Linked DNA regions of Rattus norvegicus: region 2 is linked to region 1. A link is a contact called in public Hi-C data. All regions are on one chromosome and are shown on one strand. The core of a region is the stretch at or near the end of the contact, and the rest is flanking DNA. Distances in the headings are between cores, read along the strand shown. Region 1 overlaps Dlgap1 (DLG associated protein 1). Region 2 has its middle 55 kb from the start of Tgif1.

Region 1 (5,496 bases), core at 1,391-3,890:
CTATCCTTATGAGTGATGTTGCCTGCATTTTACAGCAGCCTAACAAACTTTTGTATGATCTCAGGGCCAATCCCGACTCCCACAGGCATACTTGGGTCCTGAATGCAGTTCCTGCCGTCTGTACGTGGTGACACACACCTTTAGTCCCAGCCTTGGGAGGCAGAGGCAGGCAGATCTCTGAGTTCAAGGCCAGCCTGGTCTACAGAGTGAGTTTTAGGACAACCAGGACTATAGAGAATCCCTGTCTTGAAAAACCAAACTAAACCAAACCCAACCCAAAACAAAACAAACAGAACCAATTTTCACTTGGTGATAGACTGTGTCTAAGTGGTCATCTGTGGAGAGCTCCCTGTGACACTGGCTTCACTCCAAATATATATTTCTTTTATTCCATGGTTATCTTCCAGTACCTTTTAAAAAGATGTGCTACAACGTACGTACATAACACGGGACTACAATGTTAGCCATTCAGAATTGTGCAGGTCGGCCATGTCTTAAGTACATCTACACTGTTGTTCATCCATCACCATCTCTTTCCAGAAATTTCTTTACTGTAATACTAAAATTGTGTATCTACTAAAATGACTTGGGCTTAGGGTGTAGCTCAGCAGTAGAGTTAGTCTGTGAGGCCTTGGATTCGGTCCCCAGCACAAACAGACAGGTGAAAGAACTTCTCCCCCATTTTTCTTCCCTTCAGCAACAACTATTTTCCTCTGGCCTGTGCATTTGATTAATCTCGGTTCTTCACATGAGCAGAATCATACAGTGTCGATACAGGGAAGCTGGGGCCCCCTCCTGGGGTTCTCAGTCTCATTAATAGAAGAATTTAAGAATGGATTCACATGGAAACCCAGGAACAATCTTATTAGAGTTAAAAACAAACAAAAACAGTGTGGGCCAGCTGCCCACAGGCGGTAATAGAGAAAAAAGCCCATTCCCATGGAGGGCGGAATGGAGGTCAGACAGGTGGTGAAAGAGCAGCAACACGGCCTAGAAGGAGGCTTTAGAGAAGAGATAGGAGGAAGGAAAGGGAAAGTCCGAATTTTCCAAATAATTCTGAAGGTTTACAAGCTACATGCCTGGAGCCAGCAAGCTATTGCACTAGGGACGGTGAGAGGAGAAGCACAGAATCTCATTAAAGGACTAATTATTCCACCTCTCTCTCTAGCATGGGTTAAGGTGAGGCTGTTTTCCTAGGGATGGTCTTTTGGCCAAGTGAAGAACCTGGACCAGTTGGAAGGTTAGATGGTTACACAGTCCATAGATTCTATTCTCTTTACAAGATCTTCCCCTCCCCCCGGAGCTGAGGACCGAACCCCCACCTCCCCCTTTTTTAACTGTAACATTATCTGTCCCCTTCGTGACTGGGTTATTTCAGTTACATCCACCTGTCCATCCATCCATCTATCCATCCATCCATCCATCCATCCATCCATCCATCCATCCATCCATCCATCCGTATATACAGATATATATGTACATAATGCATAAATATAGGCTTATAATAAATAAATATTATATCAAATAGATTCATCAGTATGAATTAATTAATTTATATATGGTCAGGCAGAAGGGATACATTTACTCTCCACTCTTCCCTCTCTCTGCTGCCTGTGACAGCCCTTCTCTGGCTGGTTGGAAAGATCCCACTTTCAACACACCCATGAGGTCATTCCTCCAGCCCTGGCTTGAAGGCCAAATCACACAGACACTGATTAGAATCTTGGAACTGGCTGCTTCATATCAGTGATCACAGCTGGGTAGGCTCTGAGTTCTCATCTGTACAGTGGCTGTGCGGAAGGCACTGCCCCGATGGAATCGATGGAATCGTTAGGTTTAAACGGAGACCCCAGAGGCTAACACTACTTAAGTAGCCACGGTTACTAGTGTTTTTGTTTGTACAGGCTAACATCAGTCCTCAATCCCCAAGCTTTGTTTGCATCCATGATCCCTATAGACGCTTACATTCATATACATGAGGAATCTCTCTCTCTTCTCCCTTTCTTCCTTTGTCTTTTCTGTAACGCTGAGCTCCAAAAACCTTGCACATTCTAGGTGAGTGTTCTACCCCTGAACCACACCTCCCAACCCTAGAGAGTCTTCTGTTCACACATCCATGAAGAAACTCAGTACCAGCAGCACCTAAAACACATCAGGGCTGGGAGTGCAGTCTAAACACTTGCTTAGCATGCAAAAGGCCTTGGGTTTCATTCCATCACATGAAGAAAAGTAGGGTTCAGGTGGCTTCCACCTAATGCAGCGTTCTTAGTAAGGTGGGGGATACTGGACCTGACTGAGTAGCAATCGTGGGTTTCCTCACTGTTTCCACGCCTCTGACCACCCATGAGTGGTACTTTTCCTCCCTCCACCTCAGCTGGGCCTCCACATCACCCTGACAGCTGCTGCCACATTCCAGGGCTCCAGTGGCGGAAGTAAGGCTGAGATCTTTCTGGGTGAGTGACAGTGTTTGAAATGAGATTAACCGAACGCCAGGGTTGGGGAAAACAGCTTTTTTCTGAGTCACCTCAGTCCCACCTTCCTCATGACATACAACTGAACTTGTTGGCCTGTGTGGTAGTGCGTCAGCCTTGGGCTGTGAGACAGTGGGCTCTTGTAACCTGGTAGCACTGCGTCTACTTGGGCTAAGCGAGCCAGAAACTGGCTACCACTGCGTGTCCTTGACTCTGGGGTTCAGCCTGGCCTGTGTGTGTCTTTGTTCGAGTCACTCTGTTTCTCTGCCCCCTGGTGGCAGATGAGGGTCACTCTGGCTTTCTCGTCGATGTTGCAGGGTTTTTCCTCAACCAACACGTGACAAGGACAGCATTCCAGGAAACCGGAAGGGCTGGGTGGGCCTCTGGGATTTCAAAGTTGACAGCTTTGCTCAGCTGGCAGGTTCCGTCCTGCTGTGTCATTTTCCCTGAGCTATAGGACTTTTTTTTTTTTTTTTTTTTTTTGCAGGACACTTACCACCCAACTCTCCCAGGCTATCCCCTCTGTTCTACAAGCCCGTCCATTCTTCCCTAAAGAATTTAACTTCTTAGGATTCATCTTCCACCCACGGTCAGAGAACGAAGGGAACTAGCAGGTATAAAAGTTTAACTGCACTTTAAACTCAGTTTTATTCGGCTTCCTCTGTCTAACTCAGTGGTTCCAAACATATGGGTGTAGACCCCTTTGGGGTTAGAATGACACTTCCAAAGTAATCAACTAAGACCTTAGGAAAACACAGATACCTACATCATGATTCCTAAGAGTAGCAAATTTACAGTTACAAAGTAGCAAAGAAAATAATCTTAGGGTTGGGAATCACAGCAACATGAGGAATTGTTTTAAAAGGGTCCCAGCTTTAGGAAGGTTGAGAGCCACTGCCCTAACTAGAAGGAGAGCTGGGCCACTTCACCCAAGGAGAAAAATAACTCAAATATTAAGAAACATGCAGTCTGGCTTTCCCTGCACCCTCCTTCCGGTTCTAAAAGTCCCCACGGATGCTCACAGCGGAAAGTCCACCTACCACACACAGAACACAAAAGGGAAAACCAGCCGGGAGGCTCTGGCTGTGAATTGTGGGCAAAGAGCCTCTGCTCCCCCTGCTGAGGCCATGAGGTAATGTCTGTGGGAAGCCCAGTTCTCATCCCTGTCTTGCAAGCAGAACTTGGTACCTGTACCTGCTGCTTGGATGCACAGTACCCTGAATCACATACCCATCAAATTTATGATGACTGATTTCATGAGAAACTACAGGCTGAGCATCATAGCTCCTGCCTGTGATATCACCATTCAAAAGGCTGAGGCAGGAGGATCAAATTAAATTCAAGGATATACAGTGGGTTCTAGGCTTCTCTCTCTCTCTCTCTCTCTCTCTCTCTCTCTCTCTCTCTCTCTCTCTGCCTGTCTCTGTCTGTCTCATATATAATATACACATTTATATGTATAAACACACACACGTATAAACATATTTTGTATAAGGAGCTAACGTGCTCCCACCCATTTGCTTTGGAGATCAAGTTCTTGTGCAGCTGAGTGGCCTTTTCTTTCGCAGTGTCTGCCATTGGTGTTGAGTGTGTGCTTGTGACTGTGTTGGGTGGAGTGGCTGAGGAATGGTGTTAAGAAGTGGTTGTTTCAGCTGAGGCACTTGGCACAGGTGAAGCTCACTGCTTCCTATGTGTCAACTTCTTCAGGGCAGCAACTGTCAATGATCTGCTTCCGGCTCCTGGGGGGGAGGGGGGGGGACCAAAGCCACCAAGTCAGTCATCGGCTACATAAACAGACTGTCTTCCAGGAGATTAGGTTTGGGGAAATGTTAAGCATTCACAGTAGAAAGTGTCTGGCTTTAAGCTCTTTACGGTAGAGGCTCCTAATATTTATTAGGGACACTAGGTCTGGGTTGGGATAGAGCGGTGGTTCTCGACCTTTCTAATGCTGCGACCCTTTAACAGCGTTCCTCATGTTGAGGCGACTTCCAACGATAAAGTTATTTCATTGCAACTTCATAACTGTAATTTTGCTACTGTCATGAATCATAATGTAAATATCTGATATGTGACCCCAGTGAGGGTCACGACCAAAGGTTGGGAACCGCCGGCAGAGAGTGTTATAGGGAGATGTTCAGTTTTAGGTCATGGAGGTGTTTGTACAACTTGGCAATTGTGTATATATATATATATATATATATATATATATGTATATGTATATACATATATATATATATTACATATACATATACTTAAACACATTAATTTTTAATTACGTACATGCGTGTATGTGTTTGTGTCTCTCTGTGGGTATATGTGTGCATGAGTGTAGGTGGCCACTGCGTCCAGAAGAGAGGGTTAGATTCTCTGAGGTTGGAGTTATAGGTATTTACAAGCCACCCGTCCCAGGTGCCGGGACCCAGATTCTATACCTTCGCATGTGCTGTTACCCACCGAGCCCTCTCTCCAGCTCCCTGAATCATTTACCTTGAAAAGGTGAACTTTACAGATGTGAATTCTACGAAACTGATACTACTAACAACTAACAACTCATCTCTCGGAGGTACCCAAAAGTGGCCTTGAGATTGTGTTTGTGTGTTTCTCTCTATGTAATTTGTAGTATGAGGGATGGAGCTCAGGGCCAGGTATGCTGGGTAAGCGCTCCACAGTGAACCACATCTCCGGACCTTTTATTGTTACTGTCGTTTTTGGGCATAGGGTCTCATATGTCGAAGACTGGCCTCAAATTTCCTTTGTAGCTGAGGATAACCTTGAACTTCTGACCTTCCTTCCTCTCCCTATTTTCCAAGTACTGGCATCACATGGGTTCTGGTTTGTTTGGTGCTGGGTGTTGAACTTCAGGACTTTATCAACGGAGTTACATCTTCCCACCCTCCTTCCTATCACCTGCTATGTCCCCTGCTATGGCTTAGGTAAGTGTTCCTGTCCTGGATAGTTTAATGCCAGTGTGATACAAGCTAGAGTCATCTGAAAGGGAACTTCAGTAGAGAAAATGCCTCCATAA
Region 2 (5,496 bases), core at 1,531-4,030, 160 kb before region 1:
ACCATGTCAGGAGTTGGCCCATCCTTGACCAAATGCTGTTGCATGACGTGTACCATATTTCAGAAGGATGCGTGGTCTGTTAGCATCATTCCCTGAGTGCTAAGTTCGCCTGTCTACGGGGTCTGTTCTCTTTTCCCCTTTCAATAAGTGAGTTAGAATTGAGCTGACTCACACACGTAGAGCTTCCGTGGACCGCTACTGTTCAGCAAATCTTGGGTGCAAACTGCATTTCAAAGTTGGGCCTTGCGCTCTTCAATAGCTTTTCGTTACTCCCTGAGCTCAGCTCATATTTCCCCCTTTTGAAAGGCATGAGCATCTCATTCGCTCCCAAACTTGGCTGTTGATCAACTTTCCAAGCACAAAACTTTTGCTTCAGCAGGACTCTGAGTTCAGAGCAAAGCAAAAATCATAGTCCCTCCTACAGAGCTTCATGCACAGTAACAGTACAAAAATATCCGCCGTGTGGATCCATGAATATGGAAATGTGGATGTGCAGGCAGCCACGGTGCCTTCGGCAGGGCAGTTGGCCCTCTTGGGGGAGTGATATGCTACAGAAATACTGCATTTAGATTCAGAAGAACTGGCCCCTGCCTTCCCAGCATGTAACCTGTAAGCCAGTTCCGGCCAATGAAAGCACAACACAGCTTATAAATGCAAGCTGACTACCTAATTGTCTATATTCAGTAGCTCTAGTTTTAAAAGCAAGAATAGGTGAAGTTAATTTTAAGATGGTGTTCAGCTTAACCCAATGTGTTTAGAATGTTACTTCATCACATAATGGATATACACATAAAGACTTAAAATTTGAAAATTTTTGAGAGTTCTCACAAGATCGCTCTGGCTAGCCTCCAGCTCACAAAGACCCACCCACCCCCACCCTGGCTGTTCTTACTGTTAATTATATGTATATGCATGTATCTGAGGTTTGGGTACCTGAATGCAGTGCCAGAGGAGGCCAGAAGAGAGCAGTGAATTTCTTGGCTCTTGAGTTTCAGGGTTTTGTGAGCCACTTGATGCAGGGGAATCAAACTCCAGTTTCTTGCAAAGGCAGCGTGCACTCTTAACCACCAGGCCATTTCTCCAGCTCCCCACTACACACTACACTGCCTTCATTGTGCTCGGGACTAAACTCAGTGTCTTCTGCCTGTAAACGTGCACTCCACCACTGAGTTACACCCCCCGAGTCCGACATGGATCACTGATGGGATATCTTACATTCTCCTCTCATTCTGTTCTTCAAGCAGATGTGTGGTTTCCCCCTTAGCCTGGATCACCCCAGATCAATTGCCCACTAACATGTGGAGCGGCTCTGGGGTTGCGTTAGCCACAAACACAGCCTGGTTTCCTTATTCGTGACTGTGCTATAGACCTACCTCATCAGGTTCTATACGGATACAAGGAAGAATGGAGTGTGTAGGTGGACGGTGGCCTATTCCTTGCAGGTTTGTTTCTTGCTGTGCTCTCAAGAATGGTTAAGTGGGGACTCTGCTCGCTCACGTCACGCTTCTGCTTTAGGAGAGGCAAAGTAAGTCATTTAGCCACACCGGAATGTCAGAGGGACTGTAAGCCTCCCATGCATGTGCAGAGGGTGGAAAGGAAGACGAATCTGCTGAACTCATTTGGATGAAGACGCTTTAACCATTGTGAATGGGATTTATGCAGTTTTAGTCATGTGGTGGCTAATTTGGTGGTGGTGGTGGTGGGTGTTGACATGATCAAGTGATGCGTAAAGGTAGGGCGTAATTCACTTCTGGGCACGTCAGTGAGCGTGTTTCCAGAGCGAGAGCCAACTGAGTGGGAGAGAACTGCACCCGGTGTGGACGGGGTGGACCCAGGAAGATTCTCTCCGAGTTAGCCATCATCTGCCACTGCTGATCTCAGTTTTCAGACTCAGGTTTCCTTGGTCTCTGAAATTCCTACCGGTGCCCACTGGTACTTGAGGTTGTTGCCTCTGCCTGTGGGCTGCAGCCTTGCCTCCTTGGTGGTAGCTTGCCACTTCTTAGATGGATTCACACTAGTAGCTTGTAGAGTGGAACTTCCTGCATCTGTGGTCTTGAAAGCCAGTCCAGTAAGTCCAAACACATACGTAAGTACATACACACATCACTCCTAGGTTCAGACTGTTTACAAAAAGAAGCCCAAGACAGGAGGCATCATGCTTTGGGGTAAGGGCATCGCCTCACGTAGCTTAAGCTGCCCTCAAACTCCTTGTCTTCCTGTGTCCGACCCCCAAGGGCCAACATTACAGATGTATGTCTCCACACCCAATGCCCAACATTCAAACTTACCCGAGATTGGAGTCATTTTTAAGTTTCAGTTTCTGGATGACTTTGGATTTGGACTAGGGCTTTTCTCTAACGAGTCACTGCCATTGGCATACTTGCTAGGGTTCAGCTATTACGGGGTCTCAGGTCATGTCTGGGGCTTAGCTAAAACAACAAGTCCCTCTACTTGTCCGTGTCTAGGTCTTCATTTAGCTCTAAATGTTCTCTGAGGACACAGAATTAAACTCCTCTTGATTTTGTTTCTTGCGGGTTTTTTGTTTGTTTGCTTGCTCTGAGGTTGTCTTTCTGTGTAGCTCAGGCTGGCCTGGAGCTCCCAATTTTCTGCCTCTGCTTCCCAATTGCTGGGATTACAGGTGCCAGCCAATGCTGCTATTAAATCCTTTGTAGGCGCTTCCCTGTTGCTGCCTGCCTCCTCAGTCTGTACAGAGTGCAGACACTCTCTGCCCCTGCTTGCCCCAGCATCTCAAAAGGCAGGTTAAGGGTGGGACTTATGACTCACGCTGGCCTTTTCAAGCTGGGGAATTCATGTTGGGCCCAGGGCTACTCTGGAAGGAACAGCCGGAGCCAGACTTCCCCTTCCTGCCTGCTTTCCAGTTCCATCTCGGCCCAGCCCAGTGGACAGCGCTCCCCAAAGCAGGGCAGCCCTCTATGTTCATGGCAGGTCGCCTCCCACCACCCACTCAAGGCACAGAGTGTTCACTGAGCTCTTAGGGCTTGCCGGCTGGGGGATACGTGATGATGCTGTAAATGATGAGCTCTCTGTGTAAAAAACTGTTAACAATAAGTCATCTCTCGTAAAATTCACCTTTGCCACGTTCCTTTAGCATGTTTAGGGGTCCTGAATGATAAACACAAATTTCTATACCTCCCTCACCTGGTGCTTTCTACCAGTGAGGATGCTTGCAGAACAGAACATAAGCACATAGGTTTCTCAGAGTCGACCTGGACTCTGTGGGTGTAGACTTTTAACCGTCCTTTCACCAGTGAGATATGAAGGAACTTGTTCAAGTGCGTTACATTAAATTTGGAAGTAGTGATTTTCTTCCGCCCAGCGTGCCTGCCTTTGAAGAGTCTCTCTCTTAACTGACTCTAGAAGCTCTAAGTGGAACTACCAGCTCTGCTAGTGACCTGGGGGTGGGGGTGGGGGCACCTGCTGTGAGGACCATTCTGGAGGCTGCATCACCTCATAGGTTTGAGGTTTCTTTCAGCCTCTGTCTGCAGGGATATTCCTAGGGGGTTAGAACAGAGATTCTGTCTGGTCTGGAGATTTGTTTCTTTTAAATGGAAATTGAGGTGTGAGGTTGGGTGCTGTGCTGCACGCACGCATGCACGTCCTTGATCCCAGACCTCAGGAGGTGGGCAGATCTCTGTGAGTTTGAGGCCAGCCTGGTCTACATAGTGTGTTCCAGGACAGCCAGGGCTACCTAAGATAGATAGATTAGATAGATAGATAGATAGATAGATAGATAGATAGATAGATAGAAGAGAGAGCTTGGTGGCTAGAACTGAAACTTACTCTCTGTAAATCATATTAATATCTCAGTATAAACCATATCTTGAAATGAGTCTGATTATGAAGACCCCAAAATATACCACTTTGGTAAAAGGATTATTTTGAGCAAAGGCAACTGAGAATCAACAGATCCATCAGCTTGACCTCCCCTTTTGTGAAGGTATTTCACAATAACTTCACCTTTATCTGCTGAACAATCTCACTCATCTGCGGTCCACCATTTTAAATGCTTCAAAACATTGTTACTTCCAAAGGACTTCAAAACCATCAGGCAGTCCTCCAGTACCTCTGAGCCCTTGGCAACTGCCCAATGCTTGCATCAGTCTGCCATCCTGGAAATCTCCCATCTGGAGAATCCTAACACGCAGCTTCTTTCACTTAGCCTAATGTTCGTATTACACAGCTGTGACAAGTATCCGAACTTCATTGGTTTGGTGGGCAGGATACTGAACAAGCATTAGCGCACACACACATATGTGCACATGGACATGCACACACTCATGCACTCACACACATGCACACACAAACACGCATGCACGCACACTCAATGCATTCACGTGCACGAGTGCATGTGCACCCACGCGCTTGCACTCGAGCACACACACACACACACACACACACACACGTGCGCGCGCACGCGCACAGTGGGGAGGACAGCTGCTCCACCTGTCTGTCTGTGGGTGAATACTGACTCTTTCTCACACCCTGTGTGAATGTGGTGTGTGGCACTGGTTAAGCTCTGGATGTTACATTACCTGGCTCTCCTGGGGTGAACTCTCGTCTATCATGCTGTGCAATCCTTTCCGGGGAGCTTGGGTTGAGTTTGTTACTTTCCTGTTGAGGATGTTTATATTCTTCATTATTTTGCAAACCACTTCGAGCCTATCGTTTTTGTTGCCGTTGTTGTTAAAACTTTCTATTGATTATGAGTTTCACTCCATGCGTCCCAGCCCCTGTCATCTCCTTGCCCCCTCATATCCACCTTCTGCCCTTGCAACTTCCCCCAAGATAAAAGCCACACAAATAAGTAAACAAGCAAAATAAAACAAAGCATAGAAAACGTCTCATCGTGGAATCTGCAGTGTGTCACAGTGTGTCCCACAATATACCCTTCCGTCCACACATCTTCACCAGCAGATTGTTCATTGCAATGAGTCATTGGTCTGGTTCGGGATCTCTGGCATCTGTGACACCATCAGTATTGGATCTTCATTGGCGCTCCTCCCAGTTATCCTGTTGTTACCCTGTGTCATGGAATCCTGCAGCTCTGGATCTTCAGGACCCACGCTTTCACGAAACCCAACAGATCATAGATAGGGTGGGCTCTGAGTCAAAGGCCTGCAGCCGAGCTGGTCAGTCCACACTACTAGGGCAAGCTTTGTAACCACATCATAGGACTAGCTTACCAACACTGCTCCTGCTAGGCCACTCAATGCACCCATCAGCAGGAGGTGGAGTCAGCTCTCATGCCTTCTGGGCCACTTACCCCCATGCAGGAGATTAGCTTACAGGTGATTCCGCTGGCCTGCCCTCAGGGACCTCGAAATTGCTTATGTCATAACCTGCCTTGCCGCCACCTCCAGGTGCAACAGGTGTGTGCTGCAGATAAAAAGGACCACTCCAGGCTGGAGAGATGGCTCAGCGGTTAAGAGCACCCAACTACTCTTCCAGAGGTCCTGAGTTCAATTCCCAGCAACC

Evidence for each region. A called contact is a pair of places that touch in the nucleus more often than the background predicts.
Region 2: a Hi-C map of the A7r5 cell line shows a contact between it and region 1, with 3 times the contacts expected there. The contact joins two enhancer-like sites.

Annotation. Positions count from the first base shown.
Region 1 is chr9:118,092,860-118,098,355 of GRCr8, reverse strand. All of the region lies in intron 7 of Dlgap1 (DLG associated protein 1), which reads right to left. All of the region lies in intron 2 of LOC102555426 (a long non-coding RNA gene), which reads left to right. Among named protein-coding and RNA genes, the nearest start is that of Tgif1, 110 kb to the left of the region's middle. Within about 2 kb of position 2,640, at least 26 of the 93 cell types and tissues checked have an H3K27ac peak or open chromatin away from gene starts, as enhancers often do. A contact at or near this core is called in the A7r5 cell line, where this site is marked.
Region 2 is chr9:118,257,070-118,262,565 of GRCr8, reverse strand. No RefSeq gene overlaps it. Among named protein-coding and RNA genes, the nearest start is that of Tgif1, 55 kb to the right of the region's middle. Within about 2 kb of position 2,780, at least 3 of the 93 cell types and tissues checked have an H3K27ac peak or open chromatin away from gene starts, as enhancers often do. A contact at or near this core is called in the A7r5 cell line, where this site is marked.